3 separate regions of the Zea mays genome follow, and all the other regions are linked to region 1. The links are chromatin contacts, called in public Hi-C maps. All regions are on one chromosome and are shown on one strand. Each heading gives the region's core, a stretch centred on a gene start, on an enhancer-like site or on the middle of the called end of the contact. The rest is flanking DNA. Distances are from core to core; before and after follow the strand shown. Region 1 holds the start of LOC100272790. Region 2 holds the start of LOC100192963 (ribosomal protein). Region 3 holds the start of LOC100273665 (putative calcium-binding protein CML48).

The links. Hi-C and Micro-C count contacts between places; a contact is called where the count stands out from the background.
Region 2: a Hi-C map of tassel shows a contact between it and region 1, with 4 times the contacts expected there. The contact joins the promoter of LOC100192963 here to the promoter of LOC100272790 in region 1. A contact is called at or near these places in 2 of 25 Hi-C or Micro-C datasets (ear and tassel).
Region 3: a contact with region 1 is called in a Hi-C map of ear, with 2.1 times the contacts expected there. The contact joins the promoter of LOC100273665 here to the promoter of LOC100272790 in region 1. A contact is called at or near these places in 3 of 25 Hi-C or Micro-C datasets (bundle sheath, ear and endosperm).

The regions. Positions count from the first base shown.
Region 1 is chr4:55,390,982-55,394,302 of Zm-B73-REFERENCE-NAM-5.0, forward strand. LOC100272790 reads left to right here and starts at 1,660. Exons shown (of 5, transcript NM_001147243.1): 1 at 1,660-1,877; 2 at 2,108-2,211.
Region 2 is chr4:54,868,033-54,871,600 of Zm-B73-REFERENCE-NAM-5.0, forward strand. It overlaps LOC100192963 (ribosomal protein), which reads right to left and starts at 2,137. Exons shown (of 6, transcript NM_001138139.2): 1 at 2,052-2,137; 2 at 1,906-1,934; 3 at 1-207. The coding sequence starts at 1,910.
Region 3 is chr4:54,564,201-54,567,851 of Zm-B73-REFERENCE-NAM-5.0, forward strand. LOC100273665 (putative calcium-binding protein CML48) reads left to right here and starts at 1,445. Exons shown (of 5, transcript NM_001148078.2): 1 at 1,445-2,313; 2 at 2,885-2,931; 3 at 3,338-3,513; 4 at 3,611-3,629. The coding sequence starts at 1,887.

The DNA of each region.
Region 1 (3,321 bases), core at 410-2,909:
CTCTCATATGATTTAAGATAATATACAAATATATTACATATATATAAATATATTAACTTAATTAGTTTGTGTCAAAATTATAATTATTAGAATTAAATTCGATTCCAATGAAACAAACGGGGCCTTAAGGATATTTGGAAAGTCAATTATGTTGTGCCTTCAAGATCTGGTGGGGGATTCGTGGAGTTTATTGGGCTTGGCCCATTTTACTTAACAATCAAATTCTAGAATAAATCTCAAAGGGCCACTCATGAATAGTGGGAGTACAAGTAGTGGATTTTTACTCCCACGTGAAAGTGGAAGTGGGATGAAGCCAAAAGAAATAGCATGTCTCTTGTCGTTCCTTGAAGGGAAGCATGAGAGGGAGGAAGCTAAAACCACATGAGAGTGTTTCATTGTTTTTTGTATGACTTGCGACTTATGATAATTTCCTTTCTATCTGTTACAATTTTCTACAATAATTCAGCTTTGACTTGCATGACAAGTTTGGAACTAAATCCATCAAATCATAGAGATTGTAACCGAGTTAGTTTCCTAACTTTTTTGCGTGTGGTTATCCTTAGCCTAATCCTTATATATAATAGAGAGGACGTTCTCACCGAAATGCGGGAGAGACAACCAATCTACAACGAGTTAGGGTTTTAGATAAGGGAGGCTCCTCTATCCTTGACGCCGGTATGACAATGACGTTGGAGAGAGAGAAAATATGAAACCTCGATTCGCTGAAGAGTTTGCACAAGTTTGGGCAATCGATTTTTTAGGTTGTGATCATGTTACTTCTTAACGAGTTGATCTGCACTACGACATCTACGTACTGAAAAACACACATTGATTGGAAGGGTTGTGTTGGTCACATGATCTGTGTTTGGGCAATCATCGATCACTAGCAGCTATTTGCTAGTATACTCCTAGAAAATGTGCACAACAGTAGTAGAGGGCAGTTGGTTTGTTCTCGATGGCTGAGGTTCAAACCTTAGCATTTTCCTCGACGCGTGGGCGTTGGGAGGAGGTGCACAAAAAAAAACTCCCGATTTAAAGGTGTAGTGATGTGTGTCTACTGTTTACGGTGGTATGTTGAGTAGTGTACAACTCTATGATTGGGGTACATATATGGCGTGCTCCTGCGGTGCCCTTAATATATATCTTGATAAAAGTGTGACACAAAAGTTTAAGACGATTTTTCAACCTTTAATTTATAAGGAAGGCATATGAATTTATTGTTAAAGAATATATATGTATATATATTATTGAATATGCCCATAAGGTATCTATGTATGATGTTCATGGTTTTGATTGTAATATGATTTTTACCAACTATAAATCTATCGAGAAAAAATGCTATGTTCTAAATCAAAATATGATAAATAGTGACATCAAATTCGTTTTCGTACGTATGGGATCCGAATACATCTTTATAGAGACACGGTCCTGGAACGTTTTAAAGTTTGCAGCGACCGCACACCAACACCGCATCGTGCCGTACATTTCCTAGCTTCCTGCTCTGGCTGCCTCCTCCTCCGCGTACGCGTATAGATATTTGTGCTGACGAGACCAATTCTATTTTATTTGTTATCTTGTTTGGTGGTGGTTGTCTGCCCTCCATGCATCTCGCCATCTTCTATTTATAATAGCCCCGCCTTCTCTCTGTTACACGCCATACAATTCTCACACGCGCGCGCCCAACACACTAGCCTGCAGGATCGTCGAGCGCGAGGCGGCTGCCCCGCCGGCCGGTTCGTTCGCTCTATAGCTTGAGACCGATCCTAGCTAGGCCAAGACGATATCGGCGGCGATGATGATGGACGCGGCGAGGATCGTAGAGTACTTCAAGGGCAAGTGCATCCTCGTCACCGGCTCAACAGGGTTTCTTGGAAAGAGTAAGTACAAATGCATGCAGTTTCTATATATATAAACCTGCTAGCTAGCTAGCTAGCTAATACAAGTGTGTGTGTGTGCACCTTCGTTCTTTGCAAATTAAGTGTGTGCTCATATAGCCTTTTTTTGGGCTTGTGTTGAATGGTACTATTAGAAAAGCTAGGTAGAAGTACTGACGATTTAGTTTGTCGTCGTTGGAATGATATATATGCATATGGATATGATGATGCAGTCCTTGTGGAGAAGATACTGCGGGTGCAGCCTGACGTGCGCAAGATTTACCTGCTTGTACGCGCGGTCGACGAGCCATCAGCGAAGCAGCGCGTCCAACAAGAGGTACGTACGTACGGCCGGAGACAACCACATATGAATACTAATCGTAGTACGTAGTAGTGGTAACAATTAAGAAGGTGTATATAGCTAGTTAATTAGGGTCCCTACTGAAGTCGGCTATTTAGTTGGGTCGTTGTGTCATCATCAGCTCACTGACAGTACGTGCATATGCATGCATGGTCCAGATGGATGATAGAGCTAGCCAGCTAGGCAAGAAGGCACAGGCACGGTCAAGTCTTTTGTGTGTTTTTATGTATCGGCCGGCCCGTGCCGCGCGCGGGGGAGGACCGAGACCGATCGATCGATCGATCGACCGGCCCAAGGCGGCAGTAATTGCAACCGTACCTTATTCATCTCATTCATGGCGCCGCCACACCTACTCTCATCTCATTCTCATCTCACTGCTTTGACTGCTCCAATATATGCATGCATGCATGGCTGGATCTGCACGTCTCTCTCACTGCGTGTCCGCGTGGGGTCATATGCGGCTGTCCGATCGCTAGCTAGCTGAAAAGGGACAGGGGTATATATGTTCGAACCGACGGAGGCTTTGTTCGGTTTTAGGTGGATCTAGGAGAATTTAATTCCCTTTTCTATACAAATTTGTATGGGAGGGGATTTAAAGTCTGTTTAGTTCGCTGTCTAACTTACCATGCTTAGCTAACTTTTTTGTCTAACGTTAGTTCTTCAATTCAAACGACTAACCTTAGATAAACTGTGGCATATGCCCTTAATCCCACTAATCCTCTTAGAACTTATTCGGTTAGGAGTGAATTATTTCTCATCAATCCAACCTTTACCGAACAAGCCTTAATCTACCCTAACGGAACAAGTCCTAAACGGGCCGGCCGTGGTCTACCAATCAAGAATATTAATTGAATGAGCCATATATATGCGGCTAGCTGGCAGCTGGTTGGTTGGTGCGTGTAAATTGGATGATAATTTCATTCAAAATCTGACTTGCTATACGCATGCATGCTTCCTGGTTCCTGCCTCTAAACATAATGGCCATGGTCCAACTGCACCCACGTTATGCATCATGCAACAACAACCTCCAGCAATTCTTCTTCAATTAATACGGGGTATATATATGTTTAAAAAAAGAAGAAAACA
Region 2 (3,568 bases), core at 887-3,386, 520 kb before region 1:
TGCTGGGCATCACCAAGCATGCACACCTTCATCTTTGGACGAGGGATGTGAGGCAACTTAACAGAGCCACTGAAACGCTTGTCCTTTTGTGGATCATAATTCTTCAGACTAATCTGAAGCTCAACAGTCTCAGTGAACTTCCTATTCTTCTTGGCATCCTGAACTATCTGGGAGATGCAATCCTTGAGAAGCTCGGAATGCAACTTACTGCAATAATCAATGGGCATAATTTATTAGGCAGAGATAATCTATCTGGATGGGAACAATACTCTAGAATTCCAAATACTCCTGCCAATAGGAAGAATTGCAGAAGGCAAAAACAGTAGAATAATCAATAATAATAAGCAAGCTACGTGAATCCATCTCATGTGTCGAGACAAGAACCTGAATCTATCTCACATCCATTTTCATTATGAGAATGAACTAACAGTTGGACCCCGCTCCCAAAGAATCAGATTGGAATAAGCCTGCTAATGGGGGTCTAATCCACCCCAACCCATAGCCAATCAGTCAGCTGTTGTAGCCCAAACCTATCCAAAAATCTAAATCAAGCACCCACCCCAACATGCTCTGTAACACACACACCCAAGCCAGCCCATTTTAAACCGTAGAGCATGCTAACTGATGATGTCAGGTTGTTTAATGGTCCATCCCCAAGCTGTCATAAATCATGGATAAAAGTAATCCAGATAACACAAATAGAAATTTCTGAGCAACGCATCCAAGATCCGTCTAATGGTAACACAGCCGAAATTGAAGATGGTAGGATACAAATTTTGAGTCTCAAAGATTGTTCAAAAAATGTTTTCAGAAAACAAGAGAAAATGTCACAGAAAAGCCAAACTGGCATGCCATTATCATAACCAGCCAGCATTAAATTCTGCATTTCTCTTGTTGTAGGAAAGAGCACAAGAGCTGTTGTGGAAACCATGTGATTATCACACAGTCACACCTCACTTTCCAAACCCATCACTATTCCATGAAAAATAGTAAAACAACAAAATGCAGCCAGATGCCCAGATGGATCTAGGAAAACAGAACCAGTGCAAAGAGCAATAGTGCGCAGGACGAGGTCTCAGCAGCAGTGTTCCCTGCCTTCTATGCAAGCTGCCAGCAATGGCAGATTGAAAGGCTGGCCGCACAGCGGGGGAAGAGACCACTGACAAGCAGGGGGGCAAAGCCAAAATTTGAGATTGGGGGCTGCTAGGAGGGTATTTAGCATTATCTACATGGGGGTTAGCTGAGAAAATTAATGGATCCAACGTAATCAGGGGAGCATTGGGGGGGCATTGCCACCCTCCCCGTGCCCTTCGCCACTGCTGACAAGCACATTCTCTCTGGCACCAGCACCGCCTACTCCCGCCACCCCTCCTTTCCTATGTGGTGGCCCTCCCGCAGAGCCCTACCCACAATAAGCTCCATGAGGAGCTGGTGCCGCAACAGTAATGACACGCAGCTCAGCCTCGCCACCGCTCAGCGTAGCTGCGACCTGGACGCTGTCCCTAGCTGCCCTGCGACAGTAGGGGCTCCTAACTGACTGCATGCGCCGACCCGCCTCACACGCGTTTCTTGTAAACCCAACCCATCCCGATCCAAGACATAGTAAAACAAGTTCCATCCATTTACGCACAGCATATATTAGAACCCGTCACAAAAAAAAACGTTAAACAACGCCCCGTTAGCAGGCCTATATTGGATAGGCAACAGCTAAATCAATCATAAACAAATCAAAGCATGAAAGGGCTCCGAGATTTTTCATCATCCTAAAGGCATGATTCAACTGAAAATATCCCCTGTAGGACTAAATCTTATCATGGCAATCGACCAGATAACTACACGAAACAGGCATTTCTAGCGCAAAAAAACAGATGCACGACACAGTAGAAGCGACCAGAGAGAGAGTACCTCATGGCTGCAATCGATCAATCAACTCCCTGTAGAAGGAACAGAAATATGACACGGTGAAATGGAGACCAGATAGGGCACCAAAACATGTGATTTCGCAAATCGAGCCGTCAGCAAAAGAGGAGGACACGGCGGCGGAAGCGTACCTGCGTAGGGTTTGGCCCGAGGCGGCGACGGAGAGAGGAGAGAAAATGGGATGGAAACGGCGGCGACGGATGTTGTTATATGAGCTTATATGAGCGGTGGGAGCGGTCTCGAAGCAAAACCCTAGACCGAGCTCCCGATGGATGACGCGTGCTAAGCTTGGAACCGTCGGATGCGGGAAGAAACGTTATGGGCCATGGGGCCTCTTCCGGATGTATGTTGGTTAGGGTAATTCCGTCCCGACCCATACCGTTTTCTATATTTAATCTGACTGTTTCCGTATTTACTGTTAGAAATATAGGCATTTTCCGTATTATTTTAATTCCATAAATTAACATTATGATGATGACATATAAAATATGTTTAATCATAGAAATCATTATCTCAAATATATCCATAACAATATGGATCAAGAGAACATGAAACATATGAATCATATAAATATAATAAGCAAATAAACATGGAACATGTATTATTATGGAACAACTGAAATTAAACAGATAGCAACATAAACAGCATGACTGTAAAATTAAGACAAACAGATTTATCATATTACTAGTATGATCAGGCATCAGACACGTCATGATATAATACGACAAAACAGATTGGATAAATTTATGGCTATAAATAAAGCAGCAGGTATGAACATATATAATTTGCAGAATGAAAAACAGTAAGGAGATGAATTGATCATACCCAGTCATGCGCTCCGAGGATCTAGATCCTTGTCCAACTTCACTTGTCATGTCAGCAGGAAGAAGACTTTGGGCAGTCGCGTAGACGCTCCCCAAAAACCTAATTGTCGATCCCTCGTGCAAGGTCTCGAACGGCAAGGGCTCCGGAGGCACCTGCCCTCTCGCTTCTCTGTGCGCGCAGAGTCACGAGATGGAAATACCCTCACTCGGCTGCTGGACTGTGTTCTGAAAGTGTTTTCTCGCGTGTACCGAGTGACAGGGGTGCTCCTCTATTTAACCTCTCGCAGAGGGAAGCTGAAGGAGAAAGGTCGTCGAGTCACGCCAAGAGTCGGCCAGCTCTAGCCGAGTTATGCCATGAGTCGGCCAGCTCTCGCCGAGTCACGCCATAAGTCGGCAGCTGAAGGAGAAGGGTCACTCGGCTGGCTGACGAAGAGACAGGGTCACTCGGCTGACGCGGTTAGTGAGTGCTAAAAATTAACACAACCACACCACGCCCGCTCGCCTGCCTGCCTGCCTCGCCTCGCCTCGCCACGCCACGCCCGGCCCGGCCCGGCCGGCGGCGGCGGCGGCGCGCGCGCGCGTGTGGCACGCCCTTGTCCATTTCTTGACTTCTCAAGTTAAGTGGAATAAATCCCACCATATAAGTCAAGGCAAAAGACCCTTGGACTTCCAATGTGGTACTATTGGTATTCTCCACCATTACACACCATAGAGTTTATTCAATAAATGGGCCAAGTCCATAAAAGATCCAACAATCCCCACCAAACTCTAGGGTTTGTAATGATGAAGTATCAGAATCACAATCCTTTGATATACCAGTGTTT
Region 3 (3,651 bases), core at 195-2,694, 830 kb before region 1:
AACTTTTTTCACAGCCACAACCCAACCAAACAGACCCTTAGAAGGCTGATGTTCTCACATCGAGTTTATTAAAACTTGTACCAGATGCTTTTGGCTCACTTAGCTCCACCAAAAGGCAGAGGGCATGTGTTGAGCACTATATTTGGAACTTGAACGGCGGACGGTCTGGCCGTGTGGCCCAGACGGTCCACGCCTTAGAACTTTGGAATTAGCACGAACGGTCTGTGAATAAATTAATTCAGCCTGAAACCCTTATCCCTTGCGTGATTATCCTAGCAAATCTCGCGATAACTATTGGAAATCATCTAGGAATTGGTCTAGACCTCCTCCCCTACTATACATGAAGGGGTACGACCGATTGAAATACACAACAATCGATCTATCAACCCAAATCTACCTTATGCATTAGAAGTAGGAGTAATTTAGCTCTAGTTATAGTTGTCTAACCTCAATCTTTACCTCTCTTCGGCTCAACATCGTCTCGAGACGTCTTAGGTAGCATGTCGATCCAAAGACAACCCAAATATGCTTCCTCTCCGATAGTGTCCCCCACGGGAGGTGAGATATAGGTTTTACAGAAGATTTACAAAGCGCTCTGCGCGCCTCACGGAGGGTCCGCCGCTCACACGCGGACGGTCCACACGCCTGCACGGAAGACCGAAGACCTCTTTGCAGTCACATACGGTCCGACCACTCATCATGGACGTGTTGTGCGTCGACCCTAGAGTTCGTTGAGTGATTGGCCCCAACAACGAGCTAACACCTTTAAGATATTCGCAGCAGATCATGTAAAATAGAGAATTTACACTATAGACAATACTATTATATCTAAGCTTTGGAAAATATTGAAATGTTAAATTCTAAGCCAAATAGATTACTAAGTACTCCCTTCGTTCGGCTCTTACTTTTTTATGTGTATATTTAAATGGGTGATTATAAATCTAAATATATATAAAACACATACATCAATTATTGTATAAATCTATTAAAAATACAAAACGATCGGAGGGAGTAAATTTCAGTTCCTCCAAAACAAACACATCCAAACGGCACTTAACTCAAAAAAAGAAGAAAAAAAAACTGACGAATAATCCAACATGATCCGACTCGCATAACCAGACCAGACCTTAGCGTTTGATCGGATCTATCTACTTGAGCATATATGTAGAAAATGGTGAAAAGGCAGCCGACTTGTATAGTCAAACGTGTGGAGTGATAGGGCATCGGCGGCCGCGGGAAAGCCAGAGCCGCGGCTGCTGGTGGGAGCCTGACGACGACGACGACGGTGGCGCACTCGTTTGTTTGTCCGCAGTCGCGTAGCGCGTACGCTCGCTTCGACGCGGCGTGGTGGAAGATGGCGAAGTTGGGTACGGACAGACGGTTCCTTAGCCAAGTTGCTCACGCCCGCACGACTGCTCACAACATGCACGCGTCGTCGTCACGGGTGTTTCCTTCCCCTCTCCCCCCTTTCTCATCTCGCGGTTCTTCTCCAAATCTCGGAGAGTTTTGATCAGAAACTTCACGTCGCTTCCATGACGCGTGCAGTGCATGAGATCGGCATGGCCAACTCAACTAGCTAGGACGGACGACACGGAGAAGAAAACAGATCGCGCCAACACGCATAAGATGGAAAAAAGTGTATGGATAGATAGATAGATACTCGTCACACCGCATGCGCACTTGCGCAGCATCTGCTCCTGAATTCCTCCGTTCCTGAACCAGTAGATCATTTTGTTTAACAGCAGGGTGCAGGGCCCGTTTCTGTTGCTCGGCACCCGTCCCATCCCACCCACCTGCTCACGACGACAGGCCAGCACGACACGGAGGGAGGAAGTAGCCAGGCCACCTCGCCTCGCCTCTACTCTCCCGCGGTCCCGCCCCATACCATGTCCGACTACAACCGCTACGGCCACAGCTACAGCTACGGCGGCGGGTACGGCCAAGGGCCAGCGCCCTCGGCCCCGCCGGCACCGCACATGCCCACCGCTACATCCGCCGCCCCGCCCTCCTCCTCCTCATACGGCGCGTACGCCGGGTACCCGCCCGCCTACCCTCCGCCGCCCTCGCAGGCGGCGGGCGGATTCGGTCCCGCTGGCTCCGGCTACGGCTTCGTCCCCGTCGCGTTCCCGCCGGGGACGCACCCGGACGTCGAGCGCGCCTTCCGGGCCGCCGACCGCGACTGCAGCGGCGCCATCGACGAGCGCGAGCTGCAGGGAGCGCTCTCCTCCGCCTACCACCGCTTCAGCGTCCGCACCGTTCGCCTCCTCATGTTCCTCTTCAACGACCCCTCCTCCTCCACGCCGTCACGGATGGGTAACTAACCCCCTCCCCCCCTGCCTCCTCGAATCGATCTCCCCTTCTCTTCTTGCACGTTGCATCGAGGATTCCCGATAATTCGGCCTCTGCAAAATTTGATGCCGCTACCATAATATTAATTGATATAGAGGTTCAGGTTCGCAATGATGCATGCCTGCCACCCATCATTCTTCTGGTTGCACAGTGATAGTTGAATTTGTTTCATTTCTAATCGTTCTCTTCATACTGCAACTTAGAATATGTGCTCAAACCTGGAATCGCACGGTGCTAGTTGCTGCTGCTCCTTCAGATAATATGAATGCTCAGTGATGCTAATTTAGAATATGCGTAACTTAGAATATGTGCTCATAAGCAGCAGTTGGCGCTGCACGCCATCCTTTCTAATTTAGCGGAATTGTTCTTTCTGTTAAGGTAAAAGATTCTGAAAAGTAGCATTCATCTCATCCCTTTATTCGGGACCTCTGTTGCATTTTATTTATTTATTTTCTTCAAAGCGGCTATAACATTTCCCTTGTCAGAATGGTTGGTATACACAAGCTGCTGACTTGATGATGCTTCCACGTTGCAGGGCCAACACAGTTCGTATCCCTCTGGGATTGCCTTGGGCAATGGCGGGTGAGTGATTGCAGGGTTTCTCAGTTTACTTATAGTTATAAAAAGACTGCTCAATTGCTACAGTCTTGTTGTGCCACTGCTCCAATTTGTGATGCATAACGCTGTTTTTTTACATCTAAGTCACACACAATACCAAATGGTGTATACAAAAAAGTACCAAGACACGCTATCAACTTGTCTTCCGTTGTACAAATAATCTTAGGCATGATTGGAGTGGAGGCCATGTTTCTTTGTATGGCACAACTGGCGTTCAGATCATGTGTAGTGTAATGATGAAAGAAGTCAAAAGGCGAAATAGCATTATTCTTGTTCACTTGTTTATTTTTGGAACCTGGAGTACCATCTATATGCTGCGTGATTCAGAACTGGTGATCCGCTTCTTGATCTTCCCCGTGGCACCATCTAGGGAATTTTTGACAGGTACGACAGGGACCGGAGCGGCAAAATCGACTCCCGTGAGCTGACCGAGGCTCTCCGGAGCCTTGGATATGCTGTTCCACCTTCTGTCATCGAGCTTCTTATAGCGAATTACAGCAATGGTGTGCCCAGCAATGGCGCGCTAGACTTTGACAACTTTGTGGAGTAAGTAATTTGTTGCGAGAAACAGCCTCTCTGTTCTTATCCACGTTCCAGTGGCTGAGCACATGTGACCTGACTTGGGTATATATATTTTTTGTAGATGTGGGATGATTGTGAAGGTATTTTGTTGATTGGATACTA